Linked DNA regions of Rattus norvegicus: region 2 is linked to region 1. The links are chromatin contacts, called in public Hi-C maps. All regions are on one chromosome and are shown on one strand. The core of a region is the stretch at or near the end of the contact, and the rest is flanking DNA. Distances in the headings are between cores, read along the strand shown. Region 1 overlaps Dlgap1 (DLG associated protein 1). Region 2 overlaps LOC120094777 (a long non-coding RNA gene).

Region 1 (6,025 bases), core at 2,125-4,624:
AAAGTGTGCGAGGGGGTGCTAATCTGAGGGCTGAAGGCCAGACAATGCTAGTCTGAGAGCTAAAGATCAAACGATGCTAGTCTGAAGGCTTAAAGTTGGAAAGATGCTAGTCTGAGGGCTCAAGGTCGGGACAATGCTTCTTAACAGTGCCACTGTCTAACCCTAAACCTATGATACAAGGGAAGATTCTTTCGTGTGTTACATCATGGGTGGAGGTGGAGATTTCTGGAATGGGGTTTACACCTCTTTTCTGTCCTTATATGGAGCTTGGGGGTTTGTCATTGAGCCAGATAAATGGTTACGGGAATTTTGCAAGGCCCATACTACGGAGATGTCATAATCCCAGGAAGTTAGCTGTCATCTTTGGCCATGCTGGTCCCAGCTGGTTTTGAGTAGTCTTGAGTTGCTCTCACATATATCCTGCTGTGAGACAGCTCTGGGCCTGTGTGGGCCTATGGCAGCCATGCCTGTTTTAGACATCAGTTGAATGATAGAGGAGTCTTTCTTTCAAGAGTAAAAAAAAAAAAAAAAATGAGTGCTGAAAATTCAGCCTTGGGGGTTAGGAGGTTACAGCCTATCGAGACAAAGAATAACTTAACCTAGAGAGGAAGCATTCGTGTCTGTTCTGGGGGTACCTGAAGGTTTGCTTCTCAGGGAACTTGGGTGCTGCTTCCTGGATCACTCAACTATTGTGGTGATCCTCCCTCTCGCCTGCTATGGTCATGGCAGTTGACAAATGCCATGACTTTGGACGATGTGTGTCATTTAGCAAACAGAAGACTCTTGGTAGTCACTCCGGCTGCATATTAGATCTAACCAGCCTTGACCAGCTCACCAAAAGAAGGACTTTAACCATCAAGACATCCTCTCCACAGAGAAAACCAAGATGAGGGTAGGGCGGAGCGTGAATAAGTCACCTAGGCACCACACTGGTAACCTATCTGCCAACAGAATGCCTACTTACGGACTTAGATTCAGAAGGAGGGGCTGGAGAGATGGCTCAGCGGTTAAGAGCACTGACCGCTCTTCCAGAGGTCCTGAGTTCAATTCCCAGCAACCACATGGTGGCTCACAATCATTAGACCAGAGGGATCTATGACCTCTTCTGGTGTGTCTGAAGACCGCTACAGTGTAGTCCTATACATAAGAGAAATAAATAAATAAATAAATAAATAAATAAATAAATAAATAAATCTTTTTTTTAAAAAAATTGAGAAGGAACTGGACAGATAACAGACTATGTAACTGCCCTGTCAGACCAGAAGAGCAGAGCCCCTGCTTCCCAGAGGCCAGCCATTTGGAAGGACAGTGCAGATGTCTTCCAGCAAGTGGTGGCAGCCACACTGATACCTGGACGGAGAGGGAGAAGGAAGAGACTCCACAGCAGGAATCCCAAGGCAAAGTGGGGAAACTTGAGTAAAGTATGATTGGTCAGGAAAAGGGGGGGTCTTGGGGCGAGAAGGCTGGCAGAATGGGGAAGTGGGAGTTCCCGCAGCCCTAGATGGGATACCATATGCAAGCCAGGGTGACAAGCTGGGTGTTCCACATTTTCACCGTGTCTCCGAGTATGTACAACAGTTTGAACGCAGGGACAATTAACTGATCATCCAGGATGCCCAATTAGAAAATACTTTTGACAAACAAAAGCATTTGACCTCTCCCCTACTTTGTACACAGATCCGGACAAACACGATTCATGCAACAATACCCCGTTCCTGACCACAGGGCACTCTGGTATTTCTATTTAAACATTTTCCTTTCTAAATAGTGAAACTGCATGACTCACTCGGCTGATCTCATGACTCATTAATAAATCACAACCTGGAGGTGTAGAAACCTGAGGTAGGAAATGGCTATGATAAGTAGAAAGATCCAGAGACCCAGAAAGGGACAAACAGGACATAGAATGACTCTAGAATGAGCTAAGAGACAGGAGGATCAGAAGGATCGTGGCCAGAATTCTGGCTTGAACAGTGGGTTCACAAAAGTCATGAGTTTGGGGCTAAACAAGGAGCATAAAGATAGAGCGGTTGGCTTGACTTAGTTTCGTTTCGTTTTGTTTTTAAACCCCACCTCTATTTTTGGTAAATCCAAATGTATTCTGGAATTTCTGAGCTTTATTAAGATAGGGACCAAAACAAATGTGTACAGGTGTAGGTTGGAGGACTATTCAGAACAACGTCTAGTAAAGAACTCAGCCGTGCTTTGCTGCGGTGGTATAGGGTTTTACGAGGCTCAGAATATGTACATTAGGCAGAGACAGTCTATTTAGTAACTTCGGTTGACAGAAGTTTCTGCAATGAGCTAACATCCAATTTAGAGTTCTCAATCACTGGTCTTGGGCTCTTCCAGGCATTTCTTAAGGAAACTAAAAGATTAAACACCTCGAGGTTTATTCTGCGGCACTCTTCTCTTGAACGGAGGCTCAAAGGACGCCTTTCCTGTCTCTTTTCACAGCCTCCCCAGTCCCAGGCTTCCTCCAACCAAATCCTTTCTTTTGCAAAGCCTTGGGGTGGCGGTAGCTTGTTGCTAATGGAGGGTGTTGAACAATGGGTGTTTCTGAGCTGGGTTTATGGAGGCGGTCTTGTCTGTGTCCTGGGGGTAGATTGTAAACGAGATGTCAACGGGGGCTCCTTTGTCTGGGCGGCATTCATCCCTCCCAAGAGGAATTCCCTTACAGAGCTGGGATTTAAAGTCGTTTTCTTGCTCTCGGTAAACTCCATCCAACGGCAGAGTAAGGAGCGACCAATGAGTCACTCTTCCTTCTCCGCTTAGCAAGGCAATGACTCGGCTATTTACATGTACAAAGGAAGGTTCCTAAAGTTTCTGGGATTATTCTCAACAGTTGAGCCTTTTACCCTGCGGTTAGGAACGCTGGTTAACCCCTCGAGAGGGAGCCTAGCCCCTAGCTGTTTTTCCCTCACTCCCTCTTCCTTGATTGGCTCACTTTCTCTTTTAAATCCAAGAACAGAAACGGCACAACTTCCCGCTGCCTTAAACCATCTTCTCCCCTTCCCCCTTCCTGGTTTCTCAGAAGAGGACCGCAATTCTAGAGCTATAATTACTGCGGGCAAAGCTTGGCCGAACTCCACCCTTAGGAGATTAGGCTACGTTTTATTGCCTCTCAGCCAGGTGCCCAGGGTGACAAGACTAGCCTTTATCTGAGGGCTTGATGAGGTTATCAGCAACTCAAACGGGCTGAAGCTCCGGCAGCTGCCATCAAAAAGGTTCTCTTCTCTAAGGGTTTATTGGTAGCTGATTTACATCTGCCCACCAGCCCTACTCGCCTTGGGTTTTCCTTGATTCCAGATCCTTCTCCTGTATTTTCTGTTTGGAACGAAAGCCACAGTGACTGGGCAGTTTCAAGGGTGAGCAGAGTCAGCCTCCAGTCTGTTGCGTCAAGGCACGAAGCCCTGCAACACCAATGCTCAGGAGGTTTCCAATGTTGATGGTCTCCCTTTTGAATTTGTTTCTCACAGTCATTTCTTTATTGAGAAAGGGCACACACCAAGGCTAGAAGCCACTTTGCTGGAGCTGTTTCTCTCCTGCCCTGTAGGTTCCAGGGATTGAACTCGGGTTAGCAAGCAGGCGATTCACCGAATAGCTATCAGCCCAAAGTTACCATTTAATAAAATCTGACCTACGATAATAGAAATCTGAAAGAAAAAAATTTATTGCCTTTCATTTTTACAGTTCATTTTAAAAACAAGAATATAATCCACACCAGGAAGTGGGAACAGGGCTTGTTTGGTGTCATAAGTGTGTCGAGTGTTTGATCAGTCACCCGGGCAGCTCACTAACATATCTGTCTACCCACACATCAGTTTGAAAAGACTGTTTTGGCTGTTGCTGGGGGTGGGGCTCCCCGGGTGCTGGGCAAGCGGTATACCACAAGCTATATACCCCACCTCCTTGTATTCTGCAATGCAGGTTGCAGCCAACAATTATCTCAGGGTTGCCTGAGTATAAACTAGAGCCTAGAGCACTGAGCCACGCATTCAAAGATGATCTGTGCAGATGGGTCCAACAAAACCTACTGTGGACCCACTCTCCTGTCTGAAAAAAAAAAAGCTATCTTAGAAGTTGGCCTGTTGGTAGGGAATGGGGAAAAGGTGGCTCAGACAGCACAGCCTTGACTATACAATGCTTATCTCAAAAGACACAGCATCCAGTACCATTTGCGACCTAGACATCACCCTAACCTGTGGAAAGAACACAGTGAAAGGATCCTCCAGGGACCTCTGCCATTCATTAGGATAAAACTAACAGAATGTCTCCTGTGCTGGTGAACCAACAGACCCCCAGAACTATACCAAAGCAGTGACAGGACACTGATCAAACCCAACTGCACACCAGGAGGGTATGCTGAAGAGGCAGAGGTAGGAGGGTCAGGAGTTCTAGACCAGCCAAAGCTATACTTTTAGACTAGGTGTGGTGGCTTTTTAACCCCAGCACTCAGGAAACAGAGGCAGGCAGATCTCTTTCCAAGACTAGCCTGGTCTACAGAGGTCTAGGCCAGCCAGGGCTACACACTACACAGTGAAACACTGGCTCAAAATAAACAAAACAAAATTAAAATATAAAAGAAACCCTGTATAGCCTCCACCCTCTATTGGTGGTCCAATAGAGAAAGTGATACCACCACAGCACCCCCCTGCTGGAAGCTCCGATTACTATAAGAATTGGCACGTGGTTTTAAGACACGACTCCTCCAGCCACGTTTCTGAAAGCCATCACTCAAAATCTGACCTTGGAACTGTCAGACCTGAGGGGGAAACTGCTAACAGTATGCCTACAGCATAACTTACTATCAAGGTTTGAATCACTGTATGTCGGTGGCTTGCAATCCCCAGGACCCGAGGGTTCCGGCTGTTGGTGAAGTTTCCAACCTGCACTCAGGCAGCACTGTTCTCTGGGAGATTCACGAGAGAATCTTTTTGTCATTGTTATTGAGGCAGTGCTTCATCTAGCCCAGGCTAGCCTTGAACTCACACTGTAGCAGAGGCTAGCCTTAACACCTGATCCCTCTGCCTCTTTCTTCATCTCCAGTGCTGGGATGACAAGTGTTCACCCACGATGTGCAGATACAGTGGCACGTCCGAAAAAATAAGTAACTTCTGTGGGAAGAGCAACTTTCCGGCCAGCTCTACCCCGTGGGAGAGCTGGGGCAAAGCAACCTCTCTCTTGGCCTCCTTTTTATCTGCTGGCTGTACCCTCCTCTGCAGGGTTGTTTTTGGAATTTAAAGAGACCAGCCTTGGGTTCATTAACACTCAGTGAATGGGGATAGAGGGTGGAGTAACTTGATACCAATTTTAATCTCGACTTCAAAGGGACTGCAAGGTCGTTGGGTTTTGTTTTGTTGAACTGAAATTTCGGCAAATGACAAGCATCCCCGTCCAGCTGTCTCTCTTTCCCATGCTAGAATACATCCCTGTTCTTGATAGGTGTATGCTCTACCACTGAGCTACACCCCAGGGTGGTAGGGCAGGTGCAGCCTTTAAGGGACACCTGGAGAGTCTCTTCCAGTTGTGTCCTCAGCTGTCAATGAACAGCAGGTAAAGAGTGTCCTTCTCAGAGCTGCTCTTGCTAACTGAGTATGCAAGAAACAGGTATCCTTCCTCTGGACCATGGAGGCCAATACAGACTAACCTGTATAGTTTTCCCTTTGGAGAAAGAAAAAAGAGGGTTTCTAGGTGGAAGGAAGGAGTAAGATGAATAATTAAAGAGCTTACCTACACAGCCCAGGGCTGCTGACATTCCCTGCAGGCCCCGCCTTCCAGACCCTGCTGAAACTAACAGGAAGGAAAGAAAGGTTTCCTTTCTGGCTTCTTCACAAATCCTGTTTCCCAAGGCAGAGAATTCCCGACTACATTCCTCAGGCTGCTCTCAGTGCCAGGGACAGGGCAGTGGAGCATCCCCCAAGTCGGTTAGAACTTAGGCCTAGGCTCCCATAGATGTGAAGTACTCTGATTTGTACACAGGTTCCTCTGAAGCAACGCAGAGGAATACCAGGCGCTTGATACT
Region 2 (6,150 bases), core at 435-2,934, 210 kb after region 1:
CTTTATGTTACATTCTGGTCCAGTTCTTAGGGTTGCCAAGGTAACTGACCAGCACGGAGGCCAACAATGGAACTTCCGGAGGAAATAGGTGTCATTCTCCAGCAAGCAGATTTTCAAGAGTAGCTTTGACAGCCTCCTGGGGTGTTACACATTGCAACTCAATAACAGCTGTCTTTCACACTGATAAACTAGGACAACAGCAATTGACACTACATTGCTCTGGGCAAAAAAGTAGCTTCTTTCTCTCTCTCTCTCTCTCTCTCTCTCTCTCTCTCTCTCTCTCTCTCTCTGTGTGTGTGTGTGTGTGTGTGTGTGTGTGTGTGTGTGTGTGCCTGCACACAGTGCATGGAAAAAGGTTATTTCCATGCAAGCAAAGCATGGGAAAAGGTTATCTGGGAATCTATAGTCAGCCCCTTACACGAGCTGAAGTCCGTTTGCACTGAGGTGATTAGGAAAGAGCAGTGTAGGGAAGCGTCCGGATGTATTTTCACGGAGTCCAGGAGAGGAAACAGATTTCATCATACTCCTTTGGAAGGGGGATCTGAAAGGAAGCATTGTGCCCTGAGAACCCAAGACAGCAGACGCAGGACTGGAGGGATTAGGACTTCCTGAAGGTATGTCCAAAATGATTTCTCATATTTAAACATGAACATGCCTATTCATATGCATTCCACAGAATATTTCCATCCCCACCCCACCCCCCAGCCAAACACTTTCAGGTCTTTTATTCATTTGGTATTTTTCTGGCATTATTCTAATGATATTTCCAGGAGATGGGGAGTTGGGGGAGGAAATAGCAATAAAAAGAAGCTGTCTTACAAGCTATTTGTGTTGTCTTGAGACATTTAGGTTGGATGACTTGTTAGAGTACATTGCATAGAGCTATTAAACAGATGCTGCTCGAATTTTTTGAGGCAGAAAAATAAGGCATAATTTTACAACACAATTTCACACACATCTACCGGCTTGTGGTCTCTGCGATAGATGTGATAATGGCAAGAATGATAAAGACTTGCTCACATGTTCACATGACCATGGGACCAGAAGTGAATGAGGTGGGACCTGCCTGCCAGCCCAAGGAAACTGGGAGATTTAAGGTCAGGGGATAGTTTGAGCCCAGGATTCTCAAAGACTGCAGAGCTGGATTCTGGAACTTTCTAATCACTTAACAAATATTTATACATGAATTGATGGTGGATGAATGGAAGGAAGGAGGAAGGAAAGAAAGAGTTAGGGAGGAGGAAGAGGGAGTGAGGAGGAAGAGGGAGTGAGGAGGAAGAGGGAGTGAGGAGGAAGAGGGAGGGAGGAGGAAGAGGGAGGGAGGAGGAAGAGGTAGGGAGGAGGAAGAGGGAGTGAGGAGGAAGAGGGAGGGAGGAGGAAGAGGGAGTGAGGAGGAAGAGGGAGGGAGGAGGAAGAGGGAGTGAGGAGGAAGAGGGAGGGAGGAGAAGGGAGGAGGAAGGACAGGGAGGGGGACGGAGGAGATAGGCACTTGCTATGAGTTCTCATAAAAATCAAATCCCAGAAACTGCTCCCTAAATCTGGAATGCAGAGACGCATGAATTTCCTGTAGGGACTTTGCATGAAATTGTCCTCTAAAGAGCTCTTGACAAAGTGGGGCCAGTGCTCTGAAGTCAGACTGCGCGCTACTCTACAGTTTAAGCTCCTTAGGGAATGGTTTACTACAGTACCAAGAATAATAGTGACACCTAGTGACACTTCCAGTTATCGTCTCTAAACAACTGCGCTTGACAACTGTGTTTTGGTTTTTGGTTTTAAAGGAAAGCTCCACTGAGACCAAGTACAAAGGCGACAAGTGTATTCTGTGACCGCCACCATCTTTTCAACCCGAGAAGTCTTTCTTCAAAACTGTAGTATGTGGGCCAGCCTGGTCTATTTACAGAGTGAATTCCAGGACAGCGGCACCACACAGAGAAACCCTGTCTTGAAGAAAAAAACAAAAAATGAAACAAACTAACAACAAAAGAAAAGAAAAAACTTCAATCTGTAATAAACTTCCACATCCTCTTTCAGTTTCTGAGTGACACTCTCTCGGGATCTCTCCGCCCTAAGTTCTTCAACAGTTTCTACATTCAGATTCCAAGGCTTGTGCTCATACATAATGCATAACATTTTTAAAAAATTTAGTATTACTTACCAGTTTGGGTGTTTCGTCTGCATGTTTGCCTGTTCACCATTTACGTACCTGGTGCCCTAGGAGGCCGGAAGCGGGAGTTGGATCACCTGGAACTGGAGTTATGGCGGTTATGAGGCTCCCTTCATGGTGTGCTGGGAAGTCAAACCTGCAGCCTCTGTATGAGCAGCAAGTGGTCTTAACAAGGAGCCATCTCTCCAGCCCCTGTAAGGCATAACATGATAACTTATCACGCTAAACAGTAATACATGCATGGATCATGCTAAGAGCTCGGACACGTCATGAGCACCTTACTGGGTCGTGCTGCCAGATCACGGAAGGCGGGGGCGAGCTGAGGGTTGCTCTGAAGAATGCCTGAGAAGCATTCTAGGAAAGATCTGAGTTCAGGAAAAGGGGTTAAAGGTCCATACTGAGCCCAGGGCAGCTTTTGCCCCAGGCTGCCACCTATTCCTCCCTGAGAGATTTTATCAGTGCAAGATAATTTCTGTCTGTCATAGTTTTTCTCCCTGAAGCCTTCCAAAACCTCCTGTTCCTTCTCAATCCTCAGCCCCTGTTCAGATTAAGGTGGCACCGCCTGGCCTTGAGTCTCCTGCAGGGAGACTGCAGATACGTTTGTACAATTTTCCTTTTCTTTGTCTATTGTCAGTCTAGCCCAGTGTCCTGGCTGGTTTTATGATACAAGGTGGTCATTGAGGAGGGAGCCTCAATTGAGAAAATGCCTCTATAAGATCACGTTGTAGCAAGCCTGTAGGGCCTTTTCTTAATGAGTGATCCATGGGAGAGAACCCAGCCCATTGGTGGGTGTTGCCACACCTGAGTTTTCATCCTAAGTTTATAAGTAGGCTGAGCAAGCCATGATAAGCAAGTCAGTAAGCAGCAGCCCTCCACGGCCTCTGCATCAGCTCCTGCCTCCATGTTCCTGCCCTGCTTGAGTCCCGGACCTCATCACTTTTGACAATGAACTGTTATGTGGAACTGTGAGCAAAGTAAACCCTTTGCTCCCCGCGATGCTCTTTTGTCTTTAGAGTTTCATCACAGCAATAGAAACGCTGACTAAGACACCCAGCCACTCACGTTACTGAGCTCTCCACTTCCCTCTAACTGAAGAGCGTCTTTTTTTTTTTTTTTTTTTTTTTTTTTGGTTCTTTTTTTCAGAGCTGGGGACCGAACCCAGGGCCTTGCGCTTCCTAGGCAAGCGCTCTACCACCGAGCTAAATCCCCAACCCCGAAGAGCGAAGAGCGTCTTGATTAGACTGTAGGTCCCAACTGTTTAATCGGGAAGTTGTAGGCTTGATGTTTTTGTCAGGAAGGTCAGAAGCTAGATTCTGTCCAGCAAGCAGGATGACGTCTGTAGTTCAGTCTTCTTACCCAGAAGACGAGATGACAGTGCACACACTACCCAGGACAAAATGTAACGACGGAGGCTTCTATAACACACGACTGGTGTCTTCTCTGCTCATCACTTTCCTGGGCCACACCCACTGCGCTCAGACCACAGCCCCATGCTTACTAGCTAGCTGTGCTTCCCTGAGAAGCCACTCCTATTCCTCAATTCCTCTTCTGTACAAACTAAACCATAAAAATACCAGCCTCAGAGGGCAGCAGTGTATCATGCTTAGTACAGAGTGATACCAGAAATGTTGGGGTCCCTCCTTGGGGGCTCTCAGTTTCATTAATAAAAGGATTTAAGGGGCTGGAGAGATGGCTCAGTGGTTACGAGCACTGACTGCTCTTCCAAAGGTCCTGAGTTCAATTCCCAGCAACCACATGGTGGTTCACAACCCTCTGTAATGGGATCTGATACCCTCTTCTGGTGTGTCTGAAGACAGCTACAGTATATATAATAAATAAATAAATAAATAAATAAATAAATAAATAAATAAAAATTTTAAGAAGGATTTAAGAACAGATTCATAGGAGAGCTTAAAGGCAACTTTATTAGTTTAATATAAGAACCCAGGGAAAGCAGGCTGGTAAACCCCAGACAGCTGCCTGGAAGAGTCTAGAGAAGAGAAACCACATGAGTTCAGGCCACATGGAGATGAGTCCTGTGGAGGACAAGCAGCCACAGGGCAGAGGGGGCAGCTTTTGAGAAAGGGTAAGGAAGCCCCAGAAAAAGCACACTTGTGTTCTGGCCAGCATCCAAAGGGGAGACAGAAGAGAAGGAAAAGGAAAGGTTGTGTCTTCCTGAGAACCAGGGCCGAGGAAAAGCAGGCAGACCTGGCAGAGCCTAAGGACAGCTCAGCAGCAGCAGAGCAAGGGGATTCAGGACAGGAAAAGTACAGTATCTCACGGTATTTACCTCTTTAGCACAGCTTAGGGTGGGCCTGCCTTCCTGAGGGTTGGACCTTTGGCCAAAGGATTGACCTGTCCAACTGGATTAACTTCTGTTTGTGTCTGTGACAGGGTCTCACTGTGTAGCCCAGGTTTGCCCGGAAGGGACTATGTGGACCAAGCTGGCCTAGAACTTGAAGTGATCCTACTCTCTTTGCCTTTGACATCACCCCTGACTCTTTTCTTCTTGACACTTTGTATTTATGTGTCTATGTGTGCATATATCTACGGAGGCTGAAAGTGGGTATAAGGTCCCCTAAAGTTGGAGTTACAGGTAGTTGTGAACCACCACATGTTGTTGCTGGGGACTAGACCCCAATCCTCCACGAAAGCAGCAAGTCTCCAAACCATCTCTCCAGTACCCTGGACTAACTCTTAAGACAGGAGACAGTAAGTGGTAGTGGTGATCAGCTTTAATCCTAACACAAGGATGCAGATCCCTGAGTTCAAGGCCAGTCTGGTCTACAGAGCAATTTCTAGGACAGCCAGGGCTAGCTACAGAGAGAAATCATTTCAGAAAACCTTCCACTCACAAGGTAGTGGTAGTGGTAGCAGCTGGAGAGATGGCTCCATGGTTAAGAGCACTGTTTGTTCTTCCAGAGGACCCAGGTTCAATCCCAGCACCCACATGGCCCTCACATACATGCAGGCAGGCAAAACACCAACAATGTACCTAAAGTAAAACATTTAAAGTCATTAAAAGAAAATCAGGAATCAATGGCACGTGTCCACCTAGAGTCAGATTCTATTTTTTTTTCCTGTAACAATAGAAAAATACTCAGAACATTCTATTTATTCATACAGGGTGTAGCCCAGGCTAACCTCTAATACTACATACCCAAGGTGAGCTTCAACTTCAGATCTTCCTGCCTTTGCCTCCCCAGTGCTGGGATCACAGGCCTGTGCTGCCATGCTTGTATTTTCATGAGGTGTTGATGGAACCTGAGGCTTCATGAGTAAATACCAGGCAAGAGCTCTACCAGTGAGCCACGTCCTCAGGCCCCTCTACGACATTTAAGAGGTTTATAGACACACATACCATAGGATCTCAAAGAAGGCAGTGTTAGATTTTTCAACACCAAGGTTATTTATTGGACATTGATTTTGTTTTGTTTTAAACATTGAAAGTACCTCCTGGCACCCTACACCAGTCCTTCCAATCTGGCCTAACACGGCACAGCTAGACTGGAGGTCAGTGGGCCAAGGACAGCCGTGTCTGCGTTAGCCCAAGCCAAGTGACTGCATCTCTGGGTGCCATGGTTCTCTAGGTGGCTTGGCTTCTTTGTTGCCTGTACACGACAGCCACAGTGAGTTTCTCAAGCACAAATCATGTTTTTCTCTCCTACCTACATCCATGAGATTCCCTATCTGGATTCTACACTTGAGTTGAGATCGTCCTCATGTTGTTACTGCCACCGTGCCTTGGGAGAGGTTGGCTCCTGTGAGTCGGCCTCTGTACATGGACCCCTTGTTAAGCAGACCTCAATGGGGCCATACTTCCTAAGAAGCGTTTTCTGTTCACTTTTCATCATGCGATGGTTTTTTTGTCACCACACAGTATTTATGTGGCCTCCCCTCTCCTGTCTGTCCTGGCCTTTAGTCAGCAGCACTTACAAGAGCTTGCTGGGCAACGGTCACTAGATGAACGGCTTGGTGTCTACTTC

Evidence for each region. A called contact is a pair of places that touch in the nucleus more often than the background predicts.
Region 2: a Hi-C map of Schwann cells shows a contact between it and region 1, with 6 times the contacts expected there. The contact joins two enhancer-like sites. A contact is called at or near these places in 11 of 12 Hi-C or Micro-C datasets (the A7r5 cell line, the Rat2 cell line, Schwann cells and 6 more) and 1 of 1 datasets of contacts at active chromatin or transcription factors (oligodendrocytes).

What each region holds. Positions count from the first base shown.
Region 1 is chr9:118,102,572-118,108,596 of GRCr8, forward strand. The region is part of intron 7 of Dlgap1 (DLG associated protein 1); the gene reads left to right. The region is part of intron 2 of LOC102555426 (a long non-coding RNA gene); the gene reads right to left. Among named protein-coding and RNA genes, the nearest start is that of Tgif1, 99 kb to the right of the region's middle. Within about 2 kb of position 3,375, at least 66 of the 93 cell types and tissues checked have an H3K27ac peak or open chromatin away from gene starts, as enhancers often do. A contact at or near this core is called in the A7r5 cell line and Schwann cells, where this site is marked.
Region 2 is chr9:118,313,242-118,319,391 of GRCr8, forward strand. LOC120094777 (a long non-coding RNA gene) reads left to right here. Exons shown (of 3, transcript XR_010055098.1): 2 at 1-614; 3 at 1,779-3,161. Among named protein-coding and RNA genes, the nearest start is that of Myl12b, 18 kb to the right of the region's middle. Within about 2 kb of position 1,685, at least 11 of the 93 cell types and tissues checked have an H3K27ac peak or open chromatin away from gene starts, as enhancers often do. A contact at or near this core is called in the A7r5 cell line and Schwann cells, where this site is marked.